2 separate regions of the Sus scrofa genome follow, and region 1 is linked to region 2. A link is a contact called in public promoter capture Hi-C data. All regions are on one chromosome and are shown on one strand. Each heading gives the region's core, a stretch centred on a gene start, on an enhancer-like site or on the middle of the called end of the contact. The rest is flanking DNA. Distances are from core to core; before and after follow the strand shown.

What was found. Promoter capture Hi-C pulls out the DNA fragments that hold promoters and counts their contacts.
Region 1: a contact with region 2 is called in a promoter capture Hi-C map of fetal skeletal muscle, with 6 times the contacts expected there. The contact joins the enhancer-like site here to the promoter of PARP1 in region 2. A contact is called at or near these places in 1 of 5 promoter capture datasets (fetal skeletal muscle), 4 of 47 Hi-C or Micro-C datasets (alveolar macrophages, brain, liver and 1 more) and 1 of 2 datasets of contacts at active chromatin or transcription factors (skeletal muscle).

Annotation. Positions count from the first base shown.
Region 1 is chr10:14,532,345-14,537,820 of Sscrofa11.1, reverse strand. It overlaps a transcript of PSEN2 not described here. Among named protein-coding and RNA genes, the nearest start is that of PSEN2, 9.6 kb to the left of the region's middle. Within about 2 kb of position 1,415, at least 16 of the 83 cell types and tissues checked have an H3K27ac peak or open chromatin away from gene starts, as enhancers often do. A contact at or near this core is called in fetal skeletal muscle and retroperitoneal adipose tissue, where this site is marked.
Region 2 is chr10:14,238,577-14,244,000 of Sscrofa11.1, reverse strand. PARP1 (poly [ADP-ribose] polymerase 1) reads left to right here and starts at 2,837. Exons shown (of 24, transcript XM_003357641.4): 1 at 2,837-3,148. The coding sequence starts at 3,029.

The DNA of each region.
Region 1 (5,476 bases), core at 166-2,665, 300 kb before region 2:
CCCTTGCCAATGGTTCTCCCCAGCGCAGGGAGGCGGCCTCAGCTGGACCTGGGGCCTGGGTCTGCTTCCTACGGGGTGGCCCTGAAGAACCACTCACAGCCCCCAGGGGGCCTGAGGGGGCCTCCTGAACCTTGACCCAGGCTCTAGATTGACCTCTGTCTGCCCTGTCCTACTCAGAGGTGTCCAGGACACAGGGAGGTAGCCCCCATTTCCTGAAGGAGCCTGGAAAAGGGGCGCTTTGGAAGCGGGGGAGGGAAGCTGGGAAGGTAGCCAGCTGACTGCATCCCTAACATGCCACTTTTGGGCCCAGAAATTTTTTTTTGGCTTTTTAGGACCACACCCGAGGCACATGGAAGTTCCAAGGGTAGGGGTTGAATCAGAGCTGCAGCCGCCAGCCAAGGCCGCAGCCACAGCAGATCCAAGCTGCATCTGTGACCTACACCACACCTCACGGCAACACCAGATCCTTAACCCACCGAGTGGGACCTCTCGGATACCAGCTGGGTTTGTAATCTGCTGAGCCACAGTGAAAACTCCAAAATTTTTTTTTTAATGAGAAACAGCAAGCCAGTGGGAAAAAGCTGAGCCTTAGAGACAGAGTTGGAATCAGCGAGCCATGTCATTTGAACCATTCTTTTCATCTGCCTGGCCTTGGAGCATTTAAATTCACGTGGTTAATTTGCTCTTCTGCAAAAAGTGGGATAGGCCCATGTCACAAGATTACTGTAAAAACTTGAGTCATGTGTAAAGGGTCTGACACATAAGAGATGTCCAAGAAATGGCAGTTATAATAGAGATGACATAAAGGCAGGGACAGAGTGAGGGGATAAAAGAAGGCTATTGATGCTCCTCTTGGAAAGTCACGAAGCCGCTTAAACCACCAGACATATGAGTTGAGCACCAAGGTCACGCGTCACCCAGGCCCTGGGGAGACCTCTGGGGGTTTTCACCTCGCCCTAGACCAGGGCGTGCTGGTAAGACAAACATTTTGTCAAACAAAAGGGCACTTCATAGACGGATGTCAGAGCTGGCAAGGACCTTAAAGGCCATCTGATCAGCACCGCTTTTCACAGTTACGGAAACCAAAGCCGAGAGGGGCAAGAGGAATTCTCTAAGGCCCCGCAGACCAGGAGCCAGAGTCAAAGCTCAGATCTCCAAAGTGCCAAGGACAAGCCCCTTGAAGTACCTGTAACCCCGTGAGGGTCACATATTCTGTGGGCCAGGGCCACGGTCAGGCAGGCAGCCCACAAGACACAGACAAGACTCAGGAAACGCCTCCTACTCACTCCTGGGATCACCTGCCACCTTTAAAAGGCAGAAGTCTCCCTCCGCCCCCACCCACAGCTCCAGCCCAGGGGCCTCCCCGCTCTCCCTCTGCTGCTAGAGTTGCACAGGAGGGGGCAGCAGCTGTGCCCGGCACATGCCTCCCGGGAGGAAGCGCCAACATGTGGGCATGGGGGCAGGAAACAGGGCACTGCTTCTCAGGGTCGATTCAGAAGGGACAGTGGGACAGTGCCTCTCTGTGGGGCTGGTGAGATAAATGTTCAGATGCTTTCCATCAAATGCAGTTTTCCGAGAAAACTCAATGAAGGGAAAATTCTGAAGGCATACCATTATCAGAAAAAAATAGGATGCCAATCTCCAGCTTCAGTTTTCTGCTTCTAATATTTTAATAGGCAAATGTAAGGAAATGTATGTCAATAAGAATGCCGCTCTGAGCTGGAGGCGGCGGCTAATGGATGCCCTGAAGAAAAAATATTTTCCGAATTTTCTAGAACAAGCACGTATTGCTTTTATTTTTTAAAAAGTCGGGAGGTTTCTGATTAAGGTATGGCAGAAGGTGAGAACCCTTTTAATTTTTCTTCCGTTGCTGCAGAAGACATTTTATTTATTTATTTTTGTCTTTTTGCCTTTTCTAGGGCCGCTCCCATGGCATATGGAGGTTCCCAGGCTAGGGGTCTCATCAGAGCTGTAGCCACCAGCCTACGCCAGAGCCACAGCAACTCGGGATCCGAGCCGCATCTGCAACCTACACCACAGCTCACGGCAACGCCGGATCCTCGACCCACTGAGCAAGGCAGGGATCGAACCCACAACCTCATGGTTCCTCGTCGGATTCGTTAACCACTGTGCCACGACAGGAACTCCCAGAAGACATTTTAACAAAGACAAATGTGTCACCCGTTCTCCCAGGAAATGAAGGGACTAGACGGAAATGATCTCCCTCCCTGACATCTGGTCTTCCCTGAGGACAGAGCTGAAATGACTTTTCCCCAGACTGTAACACTGCAACCTCACCCACTCCAGGCCTAGAAGCCAACACTGATTACACAAGGCTCGAAGCCCCTATCAGGTCCGGTCAGCTCAAGGTGAGGGGAACCTCCCAGGCCCTGTCCAGAGGCAGCCGGGAGGGTGTGCCAGCCCCTGAGCCCTGGCACTCTGTCCCCACAGCTCCAGCCCCAGCTGCCGGAGTCCAGGAACAGGTGGAAATACTTGCAGAAACATTTGCTGTCTTGCCAGTCCCCAACGAGACAGAATCTAAAAGTCAAATCAACAGCTGAAAAACAGCCAAACACGTCTTCAATAGAAACATGATGTGACCCGCCCCCCCCCCCCCCCCCGCCACACACACACACTGCTTTGGTTTCCTTAAAATTTTTTTTTTCTCTTTGTCAAGTAGTTGCTCATGGAGACTGCACAGAAATGCCTGGGGCAGAGGTACAGGGCCATGGGTAGGGCGTGAATGCGGGAAGCCTCCAGTGCCAAAACTCAAAAGATGAAGAAGATAAAGCTAGCTGGGTTCAAATCCTGGTGCTCATGGAAGCCACACAACAGGACAACCTGCTCATGGCCCTGAGCCTCAGTTTCCCCTTCTGGTAAAGGGTAAACATGAAAACTGTTTCAGTGTGATCAGAGCTCTCAAGACCACTGTGACAATTCCTGTACAAAATGGCTTTTTATTGTATATGACCAACTGATTAAAATAAGTTATGCTATTGGAGTTCCTGTTGTGGCGCAGTGGTTAACAAATCCGACTAGGAACCATGAGGTTTCGGGTTCAATCCCTGGCCTTGCTCAGTGGGTTAAGGATCCAGTGTTGCCGTGAGCTGCAGTGTGGGTCGAAGACGCGGCTTGGATCCCATGTTGCTGTGGCTCTGGCATAGGCTGGTGGCTACAGCTCCGATTAGACCCCTAGCCTGGGAACCTCCACATGCCAGGGGAGTGGCCCTAGAAAAGGCAAAAAGACAAAAAAAAAAAAAAAAAAAAGTTATGCTATTGCTATTATTGTCACCAATAATTTGGAGAGAGACCAAGGTGGCGGGCAAACCCTGGGTGTGCAGTGGGACAGTGAGTAGCCAGAGAGGACCTGGGGGGAGGGGTGACAGGCCTTGAGCAGCAGGCCTGTCCTCTTCCTCAAACAGGCTCAGGGCTCTCGCCTCCCGACATGCACACATCAGATGCTAGACCTGGTGCATGGATACTTCAACACCAAACCATCCAGAATGTTCCCTGAAAACCTGAAACAACATCCATCCCGCTCCACAGCAACACTCCTCCGAGCCCCCTCCTTCCAGCCCCTGCCCTGAATTCTCCCTCCAGTAGTCAAGGCAGGAACCTGGACTCCCTGCCCACCTGATGGGGGCTGAGGCTGCAGCTGCTGACATGTTTTCCCGCCCCCACAGGGCCAAACTCACACCAAGGGGAACCTGAAACTCACACACCTGAAGCAGCTTATACAAAGCCTTTAATTACCGCCAAAGGTCTTGGCTGAAATCCTTGGAGACTCAGGTATCTACAGAATGGGCTGTGTATATAGACAGTAGGGGGATCCACACCAGAAGCCAGGGGTCTATACTGATCCAGGTACTCTTTGAACAGGCTGGCAACCCGAGCTGTCAATTTTGAGTCAAGCTGGCTCTGCAACTGTTCTGGAAGGTTTGCCTGTCAGGTTCCCTGTCTGTAAATAAGGCTGCAGCTACTGCACCAATCTAGAGTTCACACTGTGAAAAGGGAACACTCGTGAAGTCACAGACAGGGGGCATTTCATCCAAGAGCCAAAGGTCTGGACAACAAAACTAGAGGCCAGGCCAAAGGGTTCTAAGCCTGGCTCTCATATATATCCTACCTGGGTGACCTTGAACAAAGTCACTTTAACTCTGCGGGCTGAGTTTCTTCATTGATAAAATCTGGGATGGGAACTAGCTTCTGTTCTGCGTTCCTTCAGCTTCAAGAGCTTGACTCTGGGAGTCTCCTCACAGCGGTAAATGCCTGATAAAACAGCCAAACACCGCTGATAACGAAATCGAGGGCTCCAGGCCGGACCTGAGATCCTGCTCCTGGCATATGCGGGAAGACTCCCCCGCCTCCCCTCTCGGTCCCGCAAAGCAGTGGCCCTGGCCGGGTGCTGCAGGCCAGCAGGACTGAGGGCCCATTAGATGCCAGCCAGGAGGGAGGAACGCAATGCCGCGGTCCGCACGCCTTCGGGACCCACGTGCACTGCTCCTTTAAACGCTCCAGCCCTTTAACTGCGCGCATCGCGCCCACCCCGGCGGCGGGGAGGACCCGGCCCGGCAGAAGGCCCAAGGCCTGGGGCCGCTCCCCGCGCTCCTTCCACTCCCCAGTTCCGGTCCGGCCCCGTCGCCGCTGTCCTGGCGCCCTCCCCGCCCCGGCCGCTGGGGCCACAGCCCCGGAACCACCCAAGGGGCCGCGACCGGCCGCGGCGAGGGCCGCGCAGAGAGCAGGGCCCGGCTCCACCCCGCGCCCTCCAAGCCGAAGGCGACCGGGCCGGCCCGCGCACCCCACCCCGCCGGCTCACCTGCTCCACCACGCCGCTCCGGCAGTGTTTACGCGGCTGGCGGAGCGCCCGCGGGACCCGGCGCCGGCGCAGACCCCGCCCCAGGCCCGCCCCGGCCCCGCCCCGTGGGCGACACCACGCTCCCCGGTCCACGTCGCGCCCCACCTGGAGCCGGGGCGCGGGGACAGCAAGCGGCGCGCGAGGGGTCAGGCCTGCCCCGACCCGCCGGGAGACGCTGGGGTGAACCTGACATTGGACTGAGCGATGACCTCAGAGGAAGTGGAGGCCGGGCCTGCAATGTCGGAGGGCCCGGCGGCATCCTGGGGCCGTAGGATCTTTGCTTGGTGGACAGTTTCGTGTCTTGTCGTTTTAGGTCTCCGCGTCCCCCCTCCCCATTTACAATAAGGAAGCGCTAGAGGCTAACGTCTGGAGAATTTTCCTGGTCTGTTTTCTAGAGCCTCAGAACTACCAGGAGCTCTCCATACAATTGAACACGGATGAAATTGCTACCCGTGACCTGAGAATTGACCTACGTTGTTTCCAGGACTTGGGGGCCATGGCTGAGTTGAGATTGTCAGTGATTTGACAATCGAGTAGCTTCACTTTTTAAAAAATTAAGGTGGAATTCAGTGTAAATTTAACCCTATTAAAGTATACAATTCAATGAAATTTAGTACATTC
Region 2 (5,424 bases), core at 1,588-4,087:
CCAACAACTTTTTAGAGTGTCCTGGTGGTATTTTCAACAGCTACTGACCTCATCAGGTATTGTGTACAGGTTACAAATCAGCCCAGGAATTCAAAGCAGGTTCTTGTCGGTACACAGTACAAATTAATTATATAGGTCATGGTCGCTTTTTCATTTGTCTGTCATGCAGCTTATATGAAAAAATTGTTGTTCTGTTACTGAATACTATTCTGTAATGGGGGAATTGCAATAGTGTTGTGACAGTGAATGTGTCTAAGTAAATATAATAGTTTATTTGTCTTTTTTTTTTTTAAGCCCTACTGCTATTTTATGGTATTATAATGAGGGGCAAACAAAATAATGTTTGGGAAAGTGCTTTGTAAAACATACAAATCTAAGCGTGAAAGAACATTATTATTAAACAGGTGGGCTGTGCAGAGAAAGTGCCAAAGTGGATTCATTCATTGAATACATTTGTTTTTTGGCTGCACCTGCAACACATGGAAGTTCCTAGGCCAGAGATCGAATTCTAACCACAGCTGCAGCCCATGCCACAGCTGCGGCAATGCCAGATACTTAACCCACTGCAATGGACCAAGGGTTGAACCCACATCTCCGCAGCAACACGAGCCACTGCAGTCGGGTCCTACTCTGCCACAGCAGAAATTCTCAGCAAATCTACTGAGTGCTTGGCACTGTTCAGGCACTGAGGATATTATCAAGGAGTACAACAGATTAAAAAATCTCTGCCCTGGGGTTCCCATAGCGGTTCAGCAGTAACCAATCCGACTAGTATCCATGAGAATGTGGGTTCCATCCTGGCCTCCCTCAGTGGGTTAAGGATCCAGTGTTGGCTTGGATCTGGTGTGGCTGTGGCTGTGGTGTAGGCTGGCAGCTGTAGCTCTGATTCGACCCCTAGCCCGGGAATTTCCATATACCACAGGTGTGCCCCCCCCAAAAAAAGACAGACATAGGAGCAAGTACACCTGGTCACAGATGTAGCTCCCCAATCAGCCTGCTGAACAGAAATTGATGGGTTGTTTGTTTTGTTTTGTTTTTTTGTTTTTTGTTTTTGTCTTTTTAGGGCTGCACTCACAGCATATAGAAGGTCCCAGGCTAGGGTGGATTGGAGCTGTAGCCACAGCCACAGCAACACCAGATTCCAGCCTCATCTGCAGCCTACACTATGGCAGGGCAACGCCAGATCCTTAACCCACTTGGCAAGGCCAGGGTTCGAACCTGCGTCCTCATGTATACTAGTCAGATTCGTTTCTGCTGAGCCATGACAGGAACTCCAGACACTGGTTTTACCTGCAGTTCTTGGGCAGAGGATATGTAAGCCATGGAACCACAGTGTCATCACCCATGAGTGGCCTTTAGGGATGACATAATTGTCAACGCAGAGGTTGAATGATCATAGCCTTTGATTTGGTTACTAAAATTCTTTGATTTGTTCTATCATATACTTCACTTACTCTATTCGCCATCAACATATCTAACAGCTCACTACTTAAGATTCTTGCTGGAGTTCCCCTGTGGCATAGTAGGTTAAGGATGCGGCATTATCACTGCAGTGGCTCTGGTTACCGCTGTGGTGCAGTTTGATCCCTGGCCCTAGAAATTCCACATTCCAATTCCCATGGGCAAAAAAACACCCCAAAACAAAACAAAACAGGTTCTTACCTATGTCTCACAACCTACTTGCTTAATCAATATCCATGTCTCATAAGCTACTAGCTTTCTTCTCTATTTAACAAGTTTGTTTCATCCTGTTTCTTTTTCTTGTCTCTATAGCAGAACTGAATATTCTCAAATACAACACACTCCATTATAATGATGTTTTAAATGAATAAAATAAAATGCATAGAACTTTAAAAGAAACTAGTTATATTAAAATATAATTCTCCATTAAGTAACAAGATCTAGCAGCAACAAGTTTTGTTTTTTATGGAAGTTCTGGCCCGGGATGGAATCCCAGTCGCAGCTGCCACCTATGATGCAGCTGCAGCAACTTCTTAACAGACTGTAGAAATAGGTAAGCAGGTCTCTTAACTACGGCAACTTAAGTGATGATGAACTTGATGTTGAGTGCTCTCCAACAATTATAAAGTGATATGAAAATGTCTTTGGGGAGTTACCGTTGTGGCGCAGTGGTGAACGAATTCGACCAGGAACCAAGAGGTTGTGGGTTCAATCCCTGGCCTCCCTCAGTGGGTTAAGGATCCGGCATTGCAGTGAGCTGTGGTGTAGGTCGCAGGCGTGGCTTGGATCCCGCGTTGCTGTGGCTCTGCCGGACCCCTAGCCTGGGAACCTCCATATGTATCGAGAGCGACCCAAGAAATCGCAAAAAGACAAAAAAAAAAAAAAAAAGTCTCTGATGATTGTTGCTGAGAAAGTCACAGGATTCCCAGAATCTGTACTCATGCATTAAAATTCATAGTGAAAAATGCTAGATTTCAGTTAGTTTTCAGTACCCACGGCCTGCAGATTGCAGTTAGAACCTGCCCAGGTTGACCTACCTTTGGCAGGTCAACCACATTCTGGAACCAGCCCAGCACCTCCCAGACCTGTTCGCCTCCAGGGAGAGAGGGCACACGTATTAAAAGGGGACAGGGGTGGGTTTAGTTATAAGAGCACGTAAGTGTTCCTGGGGACAAATGATTAAGAGCACTGCGGCCGGCCCAGCCAAAGAGCTACAGGCGGAGCTCCAGCCAGCATGGACCCCCAGCAGCTCCGCCTCGCTCACGCGGCAGCAGCAAGCACTAGGGAAATGCCGCCCCCAGCCCGCAGGGGGCGTGCGCGCCGGCGGCCCCGCCCCGTGAACGCGGCTAGCGGGGCGTGCCCCCCCCGCCAGGCATCAGCAATCTATCGGGAGCGGCGGGTGGTCGGCGCGGCGTGCTTGGCGGCAGCGGCGGCGGCTCTGGGCACTGGGGGCCCTGCTGGGAGGAGACAGGCAAGCAAGGCGGCGGCGGCGGCGGCGGCGGTTGCGGTTGCGTGTCTGCAGGTCGCAGCGTCAGGCTTCGGGAGCTGCATCGGCACAGGGAGGAGGATGGCGGAGTCATCGGACAAGCTCTATCGGGTCGAGTATGCTAAGAGTGGGCGCGCCTCCTGCAAGAAATGCAGCGAGAGCATCCCCAAGGACTCGCTCCGGATGGCCATCATGGTGCAGGTGCGGGATGAGAGGCCGCTTTGTGCGCGGCGGGGGTTTCCAAGCGTCCGGGGAGGGTTGGGGGAGGGCTGGCCCAGAGCCGCGGGCCAGGCCGGCCGCTCGGAGCCCGCGCTGGGCCTGCGGGCGCTGCTGCTGCCGCTCCTCCCGGCGTGTGGCCCGCCGGGTGGACTCTTCCGGAAGGTTTTGCTGATGTTGCTGAAAAAGCCCGGGAAATACGGTGTGGAGCTGGTGGTGCCTTTTATTTTGTAAAAAATAAGGAGCTGCTTTTATCCTTACTCCGGGGTGGTGCTGTTCTTGTTTCTGTTATTGCTATTCGCCTTGGAAAGAAAATGTACGTGTGGTCTTTGGAAGTTAGTTTGGTTTTGACCTACATTGCGCTGGAAGATTTTTGTCTTATATTCGTGGTGGCGACTGGCAAGTGAGGGTTTTTTTTTTTTTTTTAAGCTATTTTTGGCAATCTTCTACATTCGCTCACTCTCATTTTTTAAAATTATGCAAAGCTATGCAAGTCGGTGTCGTTTCAGTACGGTGCTCCCTCTTTGAGCTTAATTTGTGGTTTAAAATAACCTTTTCCCCAAACTTTCCAACTTCGCAGACTTGCTGCATTTGCAGCTAATCCGATTTGAGTAAGAATGGCTCCGGGGGTTCCTTATCTGGATTTATTGGCTGATTAGGGAAATCCCTCTGGTGGTCCCCGAGGCCTACAGAGATGGCCAGAGGCTGTTGGAATGAGGTGTTTATCTGGACCTCAAGGTCCCAGTAGCTTGATTTTCTCTCCCCTCCGTGAGGCAGTTTGTGTTGTTGTGTTTTTTTTTTTCCCCCCTGTATTTTTAGGGCCACACCCTTGACATATGGAAGTTCCCAGGCTAGGGGTGGAAGCAGAGCTGCAGCTGCCGGCCTACACCACAGCTCACAGCAACGCCAGATCCTTAACCCAGTGAGTGAGGCCAGGGATCGAACCTGTGTCCTCATGGATACTAGTCAGGTTCTTTACCCCTGAGCCATGACAGAACTCCCAATTTTCATGTTTTGTTTGTTTGTGTTTTGTTCTTTTTAAGGCTCCACCTGCGGCATGTGAAGATTCCCAGGCTAGGGGTGGAATCAGAGCTGTAGCCACCGGCCTACACCACAGCCACAGCAACACCAAATCCAAGCTGGTCTGCGACCTACGCCACAGCTCACGGCAACGCCAGATCCTTAACCCACTGATCAAAGCCAAGAATCAAACCTGTGTCCTCATGGTTACCAGTCAGATTCCTTTTTGCTGAGCCACAGTGGGAACTCCCCAGTTCATGTTTTAGAAATGACCAGAGAGCACTGCTGGCTTTGGGGTGGAGGGGAGTGGGTACCAAGTGTGCTTAGGCGATCTCATTTCATAACTGGGCAGGGACTGGGGTTGTCACCCTGGTGTCCTCAGGGCCACCTAGCTAAATACCTGGCACACAATACTTCTTCATTTAGTAAATACTTGCTGAGCACCTGGTAGGTTCCAGGCGTTGTGTTAGGTACTAGGGGCAGAAGGAGAGACTCCACTCCTGGGAGCTTCCAGTTGGGTTACAGGGCTGATGACTGGTAAATGTTGCTGTACAGGGGTAGGTGCCACCTGATGGAGCTCTGCACTAGGCGTCATATGCCCAGGGTGGGAGCTTTGCCACAGAAGTAACAGGAAGTTGAGGATGGAAGAGGAGACAAGACCTATCATCTGAAGAGCCCTTATCTCCTATGGGGCGTCTTTTCATTTTACCCTAATGTTCGGGCCACTGATCTTAAGAAGCTCCCAATAGTGCAGGGGTTCTTTACCTAGAGTCTTTGGGATGGCAGGTAGAATTTAGGAAGTAAGTCCATGAGTTTAGATGAGAAAAAAACATGTGCATCCCTGGCATCCCTGTAGCCTTTCATTATAATCCACTGCTTCCTCCAGTTAGGAATGGAAACAGCAGAGCAAAGGCAAATTAGCAGTACCTGGGGTTTTTGTCATCAAGGCTAGTTATTTTCGTACAGCTGTTGGGGGTTTCTCAAAAATTTACCACCTACACTCATCATTAGAAAATTGCAGTCGTTATTAAAGTGGGTACTTAACTGTATTTTGTTATTTGATGTTTGAAGCTCATGGATTATTATATCCCAGTAAACTTTTTTTTAATGTTTTGATAATTATTTCAATATAATCGATTTCCTCTGTGAGCCTGTGTATTTTATCGTGCATTTTGAAATGTTAGTCTGAGAATGGGACATCCCTAAGGCTTCACCGACAGCCAGAGAAGCCCCTGTTCTAT